Regions from separate parts of the Capra hircus genome. Here region 2 is linked to region 1. A link is a contact called in public Hi-C data. All regions are on one chromosome and are shown on one strand. The core of a region is the stretch at or near the end of the contact, and the rest is flanking DNA. Distances in the headings are between cores, read along the strand shown. Region 1 holds the start of LOC102172995 (pyruvate dehydrogenase phosphatase regulatory subunit, mitochondrial-like). Region 2 overlaps LOC106503078 (pyruvate dehydrogenase phosphatase regulatory subunit, mitochondrial).

Region 1 (6,605 bases), core at 2,416-4,915:
CTTCTAGGAAGCGTAACCTTATTTGTTAAGTGCCAATTAAGATGAAACGTCTAGAGATGAGTGTTTGTAAAACACTAGCCTGTTTTAACTGGCAGCGGATCAAGGAGATGCCAAGAGAGCAATGAAGCGGAGAAGGAGAGGGGCACGCTGTGCTCTCTGGTGCGTGGCTGGCCCGGGGCCCCGGTGAGGCCCGAATGGCCCTGGCCTGACCGCGTGCTGGCGCGTGGCTGAGTGTGTGTCCCTCGGACCCTGTGTGCCCCTCGGACCCGGCGTGCGCCTCGGACGTGGCGTGCCCCATCGACCCGGCTGGCCTCACCCTGGCTCCTGCCGCTGTGGGAGCCTCAGTCGGGTTTTGGTGTTGCCTTGGCCAGGTGTCCTCCGAGAGGCAGAGGCTCTTGAGTGAATATAGAGAATGTAGTTCCTGCTGCCGTGCTGTTTCTGGCTTTTACAAGGGACAGGGCCCGCTATAGGCAGGGGAGCTGGGAAATAGTCCTTTTTGGTTGGATTTGATTCAACGACAAGGTCCTTGAATCAGGCATTAACCAGGGTTTGGGTCCGAATAGGGTCCACTACAGGCCCAGAGGGGCCACTGCTGACTCCTGGTCCCTTGGTTCAGTGACTCGTGCTTTGCTGCGCCTGGCACTCCTCCGCTATTAGAGTCCAGAGGGATGGGGACATCAGGAAGATAACTGAGTCTAGCCTTTGTTCTGGGTCACCGTCCAGAACCCCCTGTTGGGCCTGATCTCTCCCTGGTGCCTGTGGGGCGGTGAGGAAGTCAGGCAGCCGAGAGCAAGGGCACCTCCTCAGTGTGTCACCCCGGTGCCGTCCGCCAGGGCCGCAGTGAGACACGACGTGGGGGCTTCCCTGATGGAGGAGTCTGCTGTCGGGCAGGATGGACGGGTGTGCACTCCCATGACCGCAGTCGTCCAGGGGACTGCTTGAGACGTTAAATAAATGACATCTGTACAGCCTAGATTTAACGATAACATATAATAAGCAAATCGTCTGAAAATAGTTTATTCACATGAGCTGTGTGTTAACTGCTCTCTACCTGGAGTTGCTGGGTCACTTCGAGAGTCTTCAGTATGCAAAATTAGTGTCTGAAGTGCTTTTTTTCTACGTGGTACAACTTTTATCAAGTGACCGAATGTGATAATCTAAAAGTTTTAATAACCTTTTGAAAGTCTTCCGCATATTGATCCTCTAATAAGGAAGGATCAGTTTTTTACAGTTGATAAATCTAGATGGAGGTAGATTAAGCCAATTTACCAATGTAGTGAGAAATCCATTTTTAAAAATTACTTTGGGTTACATGGAACTTCTTAAAAGTTTAAAACACATGTAATAAGTTATATACTCATTATAATACATGTGAATGATACAGAAATATAAAAAGTGACTCTCCCCACTGAATACTCACCAAAAGTTAGCCTATATGTGTATGCAGGTATACTTTTTCTTCTAACCAAAACTGAGATGGTATTAAGCATCTTATGTTTATTATGTACCTTGTTTTTTTCCATTTAAGATGTCTTCTATAAAAATATACACATACAAGACTACTTATTGTAACACTATTAATGCAACTGTAAGATTACATTTAAATGATACCCAGACATTATTGGGGGGCTTCCCTGGTGGCTCAGAGGGTAAAGCGTCTGCTTGCCATGTGGGAGACCTGGTTTGAATCCCCAGAATTCTAGACCACCTGACCTGCCTCGTGAGAAATCTGTATGCAGGTTAGGAAGCAACAGTTAGAACTGGACATAGAACAACAAACTGGTTCCAAATTGGGAAAGGAGTACACCAAGGCTGTCTATTGTCACCCTGCTTATTTAACTTATATGCAGAGTACACCATGAGAAACGCTGGGCTGGAAGAAGCACAAACAAATCAAGATTGCCAGGAGAAATATCAATAACCTCAGATGTACAGATGATACCACACTTAAGGCAGAAAGTGAAGAACTAAAGAACCTCTTGATGAAAATGAAAGAGGAGAGTGAAAAAGTTGGCTTAAAGCTCAACGTTCACAAAACGAAGATCATGGCATCTGGTCCCATCACTTCATGGCAAATAGACAGGGAAATGATGGAAACAGTGACAGATTTTATTTTTTGGGGGGGGCTCCAAAATCACTGCAGATGGTGACTGCAGCCATGAAATTAAAAGATGCTTGCTCCTTGGAAGAAAAGCTATGACCAACCTAGACAGCATATTAAAAAGCAGAGACGTTACTTTGGCAACAAAGGTCCATCTAGTCAAAGCTATGGTTTTTCCAGTGGTCATGTATGGATGTGAGAGTTGGACTCTGAAGAAAGCTGAGCGGCAAAGAATTGATGCTTTTGAACTGTGATGCTGGAGAAGACTCTTGAGAGTCCTTGGACTGCAAGGAGATCCAACCAGTCCATCAGAAGGAGATCAGTCCTGAATGTCCATTGGAAGGACTGATACTGAAGCTGAAACTCCAATACCTTGGCCAGCTGATATAAAGAACCGACTCATTTGAAAAGACCCTGATGCTGGGAAAGTTTGAAGGCAGGAGGAGAAGGGGTCGACAGAGGATGAGATGGCTGGATGGCATCACTGACTCAATGGACCTGAGTGTGAGTAAACTCCCAAAGTTGGTGATGGACACGGAGGCCCGGCATGCTGCAGTCCATGGGGTCGAAAAGAGTTGGGCACGACTGAGTGACTGAACTGAACTGATATGATTTTGATAAAATAAAGTGGAACAGCCACACAGAGGACTATCAGGTAGATGTGAAAAGAAGGAGGAAAATGTCTGTGAACTGCTATGAAGTAATCTCTGGGATACGTTGTTATATGAGAAAAAGGAGGTGCTAAAAAGTATTGTAAAATGTGCTACATTTGTGTAAGAGCTAAGAAGAAATAAGAAAATATGCAAATGTATAGTTATTTTTGCAAAAAAAAAATATTGGAAGGCTGAAGCAGAAAGTGCTGAGGTTGGTTACCTCCCAGAGGGAGCGGGAAATGGGGTACACGGTTGGGGTGTGGTGGGTATTGATCTTTCTGGCTTGACTTTGTGTAGTTTTGACTTTTAGAATGATGTGAACGTTCTGCTTACTCAAAACCACCAGGGCTGGGGGAAGCCTACCCTGGAACACTGCCAGAAATAACCTACTTGCATTTCAGATGAATAACAGCTTTACTATAGAGGGAAAAAAGAACAAACCCAGGGACTTCTGACCATACCAAAACCTTCTGAAGGTTTTGAGTCTACCTTTAGTCAAAGACGAAAGGAAATGGAACAAACATTGACTGCACTTAGCAAGTTTATTTTTCACAGGGGTATGAACATTTCTGCTTTCTGTGTATTGTAAGATTGAGAAAGGAGAAAATATATTGAGGATACATCTACCACTTATAAAAAACAGGCTCTGAAATTTCAGCTCTCCTAAGTTAACAATCTTGTCATGTCAGCAAAGGCCTTATTTATCTGATGATTTCAAAGGAATAAGAAAATACTTAAATCATCATGACTATATTTCCTTTTAAAAAGACACCTGACTGATTTAAGCTTTTTTTCATGAGAACTGATAAGACATTGCGCTCTGGGAGGCTTGTCATTGACTCAGGTGTCGTAGTGGTCACATCCAGTATGTCGACCGCAAATAGCAGGAATCGCCCGGGGCTAAGCTGGGCAACAAGGAGCTTCTGGAAGGCCACTGGGGCCTGTGGACTAGGAGGCAGCTGCCAGCGGGAGGCAGGGTGGAGCCGGGTGGTGAGGACCCAGGCCCTCAGCTGGAAGGAGGGTGGGCTGGCCAGGACACTGCTGCTCCTGAGATGAGAGGAGGGACCTCCGCCTTCTCTCCTGGCTCAAGCCCCAGTGTCCCAGGAGGTCAGACCGGCTGAGCGCAGGTCATAGGCCTGCGGCTGCGCTGAGGACAGCCATCGCCACGGTTACGTGCCCACCAAGGACCGAGGAGAAAAGGGCCTGGTTACCCAAAGGGGTGCAGGAGGGAGGGGTCACAGGTACGTCCCTCGCAGAGCTGTGAGCTGAGCCCGTCCAGGACTCCCTGCGGGTCGCCCGCCTGGCAGTCTGGTGGGCTCCCGCTGTGCCCCGCAGGTGGCCCGGTCTGTCTGAGCTTGGGCTGCTTCTCCTTCCAGGTTACACTAGGACGGGCTCCATCTTTCTGGCCCAAACTCAGGACCGGCTCATCTCCCTGAAGCGCATCAGCTCGAGGCTGAAGTACGTATGAGGCTGAGCCCGTCCCGCCTTCCTGTCAGCGGACCTCTGCGGAGGCCGGGGAATGTCATTGTGCCCCTGTGTTCTGTGCCAGTGTCGTAGGCATCCCCTGCGAGATCGTCTCCCCCAGGAAAGTGGCCGAGCTGCACCCTCTGCTCAACGTGCACGACCTGGTGGGGGCCATGCACGTCCCCGAGGACGCGGTGGTGTCCTCCGCCGACGTGGCGCTCGCCCTGGCCAGTGCCGCCTCCCAGAGCGGTGAGTGGGCGCGGGGTGAGGAGAGGGCTGGTCTCAGGAGAGCGGCCCAGCGGCGGCAGGGCCACCAGACAGCTCTGCGTGGAACTCCGGCTCGCGGCTCTGGAGTTTTTGTCTCAGCGCGGTACCTGTCAGCGCAGTTTCCCTCAGGGCCACGTTTTTCTTGTGAAGTCTCCTAGGCGCTGGCTTCAGTCCTGCTTAGAGCGTTCTAGGTGTAAGGGCCTTTCTCCCTCCACAGGACTTGAGAAGCTCCAAGGCTGGCACGTGCCTTGGGGGTTTAATGCACAGCTGGGGTCATGTCCTGGGGTTGGAATGAACGAGGGGAAGGCTCATCTGTGGTGGTGTCCGCCCTGGATGGACTGCTTCGTGGTGTGGGTCGATCAGGATTGAGGCGGCCCTGTGGCACTGTTTCTCTCCGGCCCCTTTAAGGATCCCTGGATTTTTGTTTGGCTGCGCCATGCTCCTTGTGGGCCTTTGATTCCCAGCCAGGGATGGAACCCAGGCCCCTGCAGTAGAAGCGTGGACCGGAACTGCCGGACCGCCAGGGAAGGCCCAGGATCCCTGAGATTTCATCATGTGCTTCAGTTGGTTTTTTCAGTTGGCCTGGTCTTTTCAGTCTTGGGAAAGGCCCCTTTCTACCATCTCAGGATGTGGTTCTAGGAGTGTTTTGGATTCCAAAGGTAAAGCATGGGCCTGGTCTGTTCAGTGTTTCTTGAGAAGCTGCTGCAAATGCCTGACTCTGAGACAGCAGGTGACAAAACCCAACTCTGTGTTTACCTTGGGACAGGTGTTCAGATCTATGACCGGACAAGTATTCTTCATGTTATGGTCAAAAGAGGTCAAGTCACCGGCGTGGAGACAGACAAAGGACAGATCCAGTGCCAGTATTTTGTCAACTGTGCTGGTCAGGTAGGTCAGTGACGAGACTGGGTCGCTGCCTTTCTTATTTAACTTTGTCTCCAGGATTTGGGGTACAGAGGTAAGCCTAGTTTTCTGATGGACTAAGCAGGCGTCCGGGACACACTGTTCCTTCTTGGCCGGGAAAACTCGGAATCTCCCCCTCCACACGGGAAGCCCGCCCTCGCCCCTCGTGTGGAAGCCGGGCGCCGTCCCCCTCCTCCCCGGCCGAGGGGCAGCCCCGCTCAGGGAGGCCCAGAGAGTCAGCACGGACAGCGCTCGGTCCCTGGTCGGGCTGCGTGGTGGTTCGTGCCATCCCGCCGCCCAGCAGACGAGCGTTGGGGTGCCCCTGTGTCGGGAGCGTGGGTCCCGTGTCAGGACCCCAAACCCTGCAGCCCAGAAGGCAGACTGTCCCTTGCCCCCCTCCACGGTCCTAGGGGCAGCCGGGAGTGCTTTCCACCACGTGGAGGTCTTCGTGGTTGGTGTTTGGGGTTCCAAGGGCCTGGCTCCCCTTCCGAGCTGGTGGCTCTGTCTTCTCTGCTCAGAAAGCAGACTCCGTGGCTCAGCCGGTTCAGTGTTGCTCCCCTCTGAAACGTTAGGAACTAAAGCTGGGAGTCGGCTTCCCACAGCTGATGGGGAGCGGGAGCGCCCAGGAGCCGCTCGCAGTGACACTCGTCTCAAGAGGCCGCCCTTGCTCACGCGCCTTTCTGTTCCTCTCCACCCACCCCTCCCTCTGTGCGTCTGTAGTGGGCGTACGAGCTGGGTCTGTGCAGCGAGGAGCCGGTTAGCATCCCGTTACATGCCTGCGAACACTTCTACCTTCTGACTCGCCCCTGGGAGACCCCGCTGCCGAGCAGCACGCCAAGTGAGGACTTGCACTTTGTTTTTACTCTTGTCTCCTCGCCCCTGCTCCGTCCTCTGCCAAGAAAGGCTTTCTGCTGAGGACAGACTGCGCCCAGAAGAGTCTTTTCACTTCTTTTCTGGAGCATGTTACAGGGCGGTGGACCCCGTTCTAACTTGACTTGAATGTCTCTTTATGAAAGGATGGCCAAAGTGGGCGTACCATTAGAGCAGTTTTGTTTCTTTCTTTGCAAGCTAACTGTAGTCCCAGACAGAGGTCTGAACTGAATATGTTTGGAATATAACCTCCCGTCAACCTTGATTCCAGCTTGTGCTTCATCCAGTCCAGCATTTCTCATGATGTACTCTGCATATAAGTTAAATAAGCAGGGTGACAGTACAGC
Region 2 (6,605 bases), core at 1,316-3,815, 42 kb after region 1:
AAGGAAAGTGAAGACAGTGCTACAAGCTAGGAGACTCGCCCAAGGCCAGAGCCGGACAAGCGGCGGAGCCCGGCCTGAGACTCAAGTCTGATTACCAGATCAACAGGCCACCTTGGTGCAGCGCTAGAGTGCTGAGTACAGGTCTAGACTACCTGCTTACCTGTCTGGATCCCCGTTTCTTGCTCTAACTGATGGTAGAGTTTGTTTGAATAATCTGCCATCTTTTGCTCGATGGCCAAGTGCCTGGCGGTGCTTAGGATGCCAGCACAGAACCTCGTGGAGCCAGCAGCCAGCCTGCAGGATAGATTGTTAGGGAGATGCATACATCAGTGAACACAGCAAGTTCAAGGTCCCTCATTACACCACTGCTGCAACGGCCACAGACGGAATCAACCTCACTGTCTATCAACACAAGAATGAGTTAAAATTTTGGAATTTCACCTATACAACATTAAAAAGAAAAAAAAGAAGACTTTCATGGACCAATCCTAATGGAGCAACTCTAATAAAAAGGGCGAGGTGAGGAAAACTATTTAGGGTATGCTGTCACTTGTATGAAAAAAATAAATGAATCTACAGATACCCGCATACACACCTACCAACACTTATTTGATCATATATGGAGAGGGTTATCTGGAATGGTACCTAAAGAACATAATTCACTTCCATAAGGGGAACTTGTAGTCAGAGGGTAAGGAGCTGAAGGAGACTTTTCCTATGTACTCCTTTACACATTTTCAATTCTGAACTACGTAAATGTGTCACCTATTCAGAATTCAGAATGAAGTCCAATTTGTGGCAGGGAACAAAAGCCTGGAACAGAAAAAGGACACTAGGGGAAATAAAGCCCCAACTTTAGTTTAAACGAATGTATCAGTAGTGGCTCATTAACTGGAACATTAATCCTGACAGAAGATGCTGGTAACAGATGAACATGGACGTGAGGTATACGGGAACTCCACACTATCACCGCAACTGTTCTGAACATCTAAAGTAATTTAGATTATTTCTAAAATAATCAAAGAAAAGGAACAGAAGTAAGACAGAATATAGCCAGTTTCATTTCAGCTCACAGAAGAAGCACCCGAGTCACAGTATTTATTGTTGAATTAATACAACAAAGAGAGCAAGATGTACTTTAAATCAGAAATAAATACATCATTTATCTACTTGTTACGTCTCAATCTCTGAAAACTAGAAAACAGAATATTAGGCATCACAAAACGAAGTCCTGAAGATTTCATTTTTGTAATTTATTCATACTACTTAGTGACATTTAAATTAGCTATTGGTGGATGGGCATTACTGAGATGACAGAGATGAGGGAAGCCGAGAGCAGCAGAGCCCCAAGCCATGGCCAGCAGGAGTCCTACCTGCCCTGCTCCAGAAGGACAACATCCTTCCACCCCATCTTGGAGAGGTGATAGGCCACGGACGTGCCCATGATTCCACCACCGCAGACGACCACCTGCGCCTGGGCGGGCAGGGCCACGGGGGGCGCCGCGGCCGCTGACGCGCTGCCTCTGGCCGGGGAGCCCTTCTGCCATCCTCGGCGGCTTCCCGGTCCTCGGACCACCGCCAGCAACCGGTGCAGCATCACGTCTGTCAGCAACGGGGGCCGTGCTCTCGCTCAGCCACGCAGCAGATCCCAGGAATTGACACTAGACAGAAGAAACCAAGTGTGTCATTCTGCTGTACTCAGAGCACAGGGTTAACGAGAAAAGCCTGAAACCCAGAACGCTGATTGTTCACTCAGCCAACGTTTCAGGACTTCCTGAGTTCCAGACACGCTGCCAGTTTAACAGCGGTGAAGACAAACGAGGAGGTCCCTGCCTTTACACAACTTATATCTGAGACAGACAGACAAGCAGCCAATATATGAACAACATAAGCAACAGAGCTAACAGGACAGGGTCGCTGGGGGCAGCCTCAAAATACAGTGGTCAGAGAGGAGACATTTGAAAAGACCTGCATGACAAAGAACCAGCCACGTGAGGTCGGAAAGAAGCAGCGTGTGCGAAGGCCTGGAGAGGCAGAGCTTGAGGAGTCAGCACAGAAGAGGGGACAGTGTGTGCACAGCACGTAAGAGGGGGCCACCTGAGGGCGCGTTGGAGGGGCAGGGACCAAACACACGGGGGCTCCAGCTCACCAGGAAAGGCCGCGCTGGAGGGGCAGGGGCCAACCACACAGGGGCTCCAGGATCCCCACCAGAGGCTGCGCTGGAAGGGCAGGGACCAACCACACAGGGGCTCCAGATCACCAGGAGAGGCCGCGCTGGAGGGGCGGGGACCAACCACACGGGGGCTCCAGATCACCAGGAGAGGCCGCGCTGGAGGGGCAGGGACCAACCACACAGGGGCTCCAGGATCCCCACGAGAGGCTGCGCTGGAAGGGCAGGGACCAACCACACGGGGGCTCCAGCTCACCAGGAGAGGCTGTGCTGGAGGGGCGGGGACCAACCACACGGGGGCTCCGGGATCCCCACGAGAGGCTGCGCTGCAGGGGCAGAGACCAACCACACAGGGGCTCCAGATCACCATGAGAGGCCGCGCTGGAGGGGCGGGGACCAACCACGCGGGGGCTCCAGGATCCCCGCGAGCAGCGGGGCTTACTCTAAGCGCAGAGGAAAACACTAAAGCAGGGGCATGACACGGTCTGCTCCGTGTCCCCAGGGTGAGGCTGGCTCCACAGAAGGCTCCCAGGAGGACAGGGAAAGCAGAGGTGAGCCAGGAAACTGTCACACTGCTCAGGGAAACGCCAGGCTGGCTCAGATGAGGATGGGCGCAGCGGAGCCAGAGCAACACCTGGATTGCTTGGGAAACAGAGCTGACAGAACTTATCTGCCAACAACTGATGCTAAAATGGGAAAAACGGAGAAATAAGGAGGAGGGCCAAGTCTGAGGGTTAAACAACCACGTTTAACCTGAGAAGGATCAGACATGGCAGAGGCTGTGAGGTGTCTGTGAGCACAGTGGAAGGTTCCAGAGTCAACAGCCGGAGACCCAGCAGGCAGCGCCGGGAAACTCGGAGCAGCTGGTGCCCAAGCGTGAGACTGCCATCTCTGAGGTGCCCGGAGCAGAAGCAGGAACTGGACCCCCTGCACAGCAGCACCGAGAGGGTGGGCAGCCTGCTCTCCTCCCCAGGAGCCACCAAGGGCCCCTGCTGTTGGTTTTCGCGCTCATGTCTCAGCACGACTCCCAAGAAAGCCGCGCCTGAACTTCTATCGATTAGCAAGTTCCAGAACCCACTTTGACACCGAGGGACCCGCCTGGAGGCTGCCATGACCATAAACCCTGGGCAGTGGCAGGAACTGACCCAGGAGACTCTGCTCCTCGCTCCAGCACCACAGGCTGCACACGACCAAGGCAGGGTTCTAACAAAATTGATGCGAAAACAGAACGGAGAACTCGTCAAGCTTCAGGCAACTGCAGGCAGAGCTGCGGGCAGACCAGAGTCACAGACGCACAGGAAGAGGCGGCCTTAGGAGCAGAGGGGGCGCCGAGCAGACGTCAGGGCGGCCCGCGGCGGGCAAGCCCCCACCTCCTCCACGACAGCCCCCCACCCGTGCGCCACCAGCAGCCCGAACCATCGTCCGTTGGGGGACTCTCGGATCCGTGCCCAAGGCAGGCACAGACCCTGTCCCAGGGACCAGCCATCCTTTGGGGCCCACCGCGCCTCAGGTCCCTGTCAGACTCTGCCTCAAGATGGAAAGTTGTCCACACAGTGAGTCCTAGTGTAAGCCCCTCCCACAGGCCCCATCGTCTCCCCAGTTCTAATCCTTCATTTCTCTCCCTTAAAACCTCACCATTTCTCCAAAGACGACAGACAGATGGCCAAAACACACAAGAAAAGACGCTCAGCATCACTAATCACTAGAGAAATTAAAATCAAAACTATAGTGAGGTATCACCTCTCACTGGTCAGAAGGGCTATCATCAAAAAACTGACAAACTCCAAAAGCTGGAGAGGGTGTGGAGAAAAAGGGAACCCTCTTTCACTGTTGGTGGGAACACAAATTGGTACAACCACTATGGAGAACAATATGGAGGTGCCTTAAAAAAACTAAATATAGAATTACCGTATGATCCAGCAATCCCACCACCGGACATATACCAGAGAAACTGATTCACTAAGATACACGCCCTCCAATGGTCCCTGGAGCCATCTACCACAGCCAAGACATGGAAGGGAGCTAAATGTCCACTGATGGAGGAAAGGATGAAGACGGTGCAGTACATATGCTACATATACCAGGGGCGTGTACAGCAGTCCATATACAGTGGGATACTCCTCAGCCACTAACAGGAACAGAACAAGGCCATCTGCAGCAGCACGGAAGGGCCTCGCGATTACCACACCAAGTGGAGCCAGCCCCACAGAGAGAGACAGAGACCATGTGATAGCACTCACACACGGAATTCAATATAAAAATGACATAGGGCTTCCCTGGGGGCTCAGTGGGAAAGAGTCTTCCCTCTAATACAGGAGACAAGGGTTCAATCCCAGATCCAGGAAGATCCCTGATGCCTCAGAGCAACTAAGCCCAGGCACCACAACTACTGAGCTTGTGTGCGAGAGCCCAGGAGGCGCAACTCCTGCGCCCACACGCCGCAGGTACTGAACCCAAGCGCCCTAGAACACGAGCTCCGTAACAAGAGAGGCCACGAAGCGAGCATCCTGAGCACCCCACCTAGAGAGCAGGCCCTGCTCACCGCAACCAGAGCAAAGTCTACACAGCAGTGAGGATCCAGCACAGCCAAAATAAACACAACTAACAAACGAAAACCACACAAGTGAACTTTTTACAAAACACAGACTCACAGATCTAGAAATCAAATTTATGGTGACTAAAGGGGGAATATGGGGTGGTGGGATAAACACACACTATTACATAAAGCTGATGAGGACCGAGCATATAGCACAGGAAATTCTACTCGATCTTCTGTATAACCTATTTGGGAAAAAAATCTGAAAAGGAACAGAGATTTCTATATCAGACCCACTTTCTGTACACCTGAAACTAACACAGCATTATAATTTAACTATACTCCAATAAAAGGAAAATTTTAAAAATTTTAATCACTTAAAAAATAAAGTGACCAGGGCTTCCCTAGTGGTCTAGTGGTTAAAAATCCACCTGCCAAAACTAATAAAATAAAAAATGAAAAAAAAAAAAAAAAAGAATCTGCCTGCCAATGCAGGGGACACAGGTTGGATCCCTGGTCCGGGAAGATTTCCCATGCTGCAGAGCAGCTAAGCCTGTGTGCCACAGCTACTGAGCCCAAGCTCTAAGCCCACAAGCCACGAGTACTGAGCCCGTTGGCCTAGAGCCTGTACTCCTCAACAAGAGAAGCCACAGCCGTGAGAAGCTCACACACCGAAAACAAGAGAGCCTCCGCCAGCTGCAACTAGAGAAAGCCCGCCCAATGCAACAAAGACCCAGTGTAGCCAAAAGTAAACAAATAAAAATTACAAAAAAAACCCAAAAACAAAACCCAAAACCCTGATAAGAAAGGTTCTCTGAAGACCAACTAATGCCAATATGGAGAGGCACCTATAAAGTAATCTGAACCACTCCCACTGCTGGCAAAGAGCAAGGGATCTCTTAGCTGGGTACACTTGTCCAGACTAAAGCTTTTACCTCCAGAAACGCCACAGGTCACAAGAGAAGAACAACGCCTGTAAAGCCAGTGGAAGAGCTGAGATACCTATTCAAAAGACAGGCAGCATCAGGACTTCCCTGCTGGCCCAGTGGTTAAGAATCCACCTTGCAACGCAGGAGGCGTGGTTTGATCCCTGACTGGGGAACTAAGATCCCACATGACAGTGAAGATCTGAAGATCCCCATGCTGCAGCTGACAGTGCCACACACTCACATAAATAAATGATGGAGGGGACACAGGTCTATCTATGGCTGAATCATGTTGATGTTTGGCAGAAACCAACACAACACTGTAAAGCCGATTATTCTTCAATTAACAATAAGTAAATTCAATTATATATTTTAAAAAAAAGCATCATCAGACAAGTTAAATGGTGCAATGGGTTAGATTGTTAATAGCCATTCTTGCTACTACACTCAGCAGGATCTTACATGAACATCTTGTTCAATGTTGTCGAGCTTTACTCACTTCATTATCAACATAACGGTCTGTTGTTCCCTCATTGTTTAAAGTTACAACAACAGTTACGTCCTTCAAGGATGTCTCCACTTAACAACGTCCTTCAAGGATGTCTCCAACTAACAACTCTGAGATGGACATTCAGATCTGCATCCCGTCCTCTGCAGACACCCAAACCACCACATTACAGAACTCTGGCCCTGTGCTTTTCCAGCCAGGCTACAGACTATAAATGCACTGATAAAGTTCACTTTAAAGGAACACATAGTGTAGGGACTACAAGGTGAGTGGGATTTTCATCTGCAACAGGACCACTCTGGCTCACACTGTACCCAGAGAGCACTAGGAATGATCTCAGTGGAGGTAGGGCTGGCCATTAGATCCGCAGTTTCACAGGGAGGTTTTACCTCTCATGAAGCAACACTGAGAAATCTCATCAGTTTGTTATATGATGGCACAGATTGGACAAGTCCTCTCATTTCT

The links. Hi-C and Micro-C count contacts between places; a contact is called where the count stands out from the background.
Region 2: a contact with region 1 is called in a Hi-C map of liver, with 5 times the contacts expected there. The contact joins the enhancer-like site here to the promoter of LOC102172995 in region 1. A contact is called at or near these places in 2 of 5 Hi-C or Micro-C datasets (blood and liver).

What each region holds. Positions count from the first base shown.
Region 1 is chr18:3,107,309-3,113,913 of ARS1.2, forward strand. LOC102172995 (pyruvate dehydrogenase phosphatase regulatory subunit, mitochondrial-like) reads left to right here and starts at 3,666. Exons shown (of 4, transcript XM_013962388.2): 1 at 3,666-4,212; 2 at 4,304-4,467; 3 at 5,252-5,373; 4 at 6,109-6,303. The coding sequence starts at 4,392. The coding sequence ends at 6,303.
Region 2 is chr18:3,150,171-3,156,775 of ARS1.2, forward strand. It overlaps LOC106503078 (pyruvate dehydrogenase phosphatase regulatory subunit, mitochondrial), which reads right to left. Exons shown (of 19, transcript XM_018061698.1): 3 at 1,374-1,661; 4 at 161-294. The coding sequence starts at 1,597. Among named protein-coding and RNA genes, the nearest start is that of TRNAG-GCC, 88 kb to the left of the region's middle. Within about 2 kb of position 2,566, at least 1 of the 5 cell types and tissues checked has an H3K27ac peak or open chromatin away from gene starts, as enhancers often do.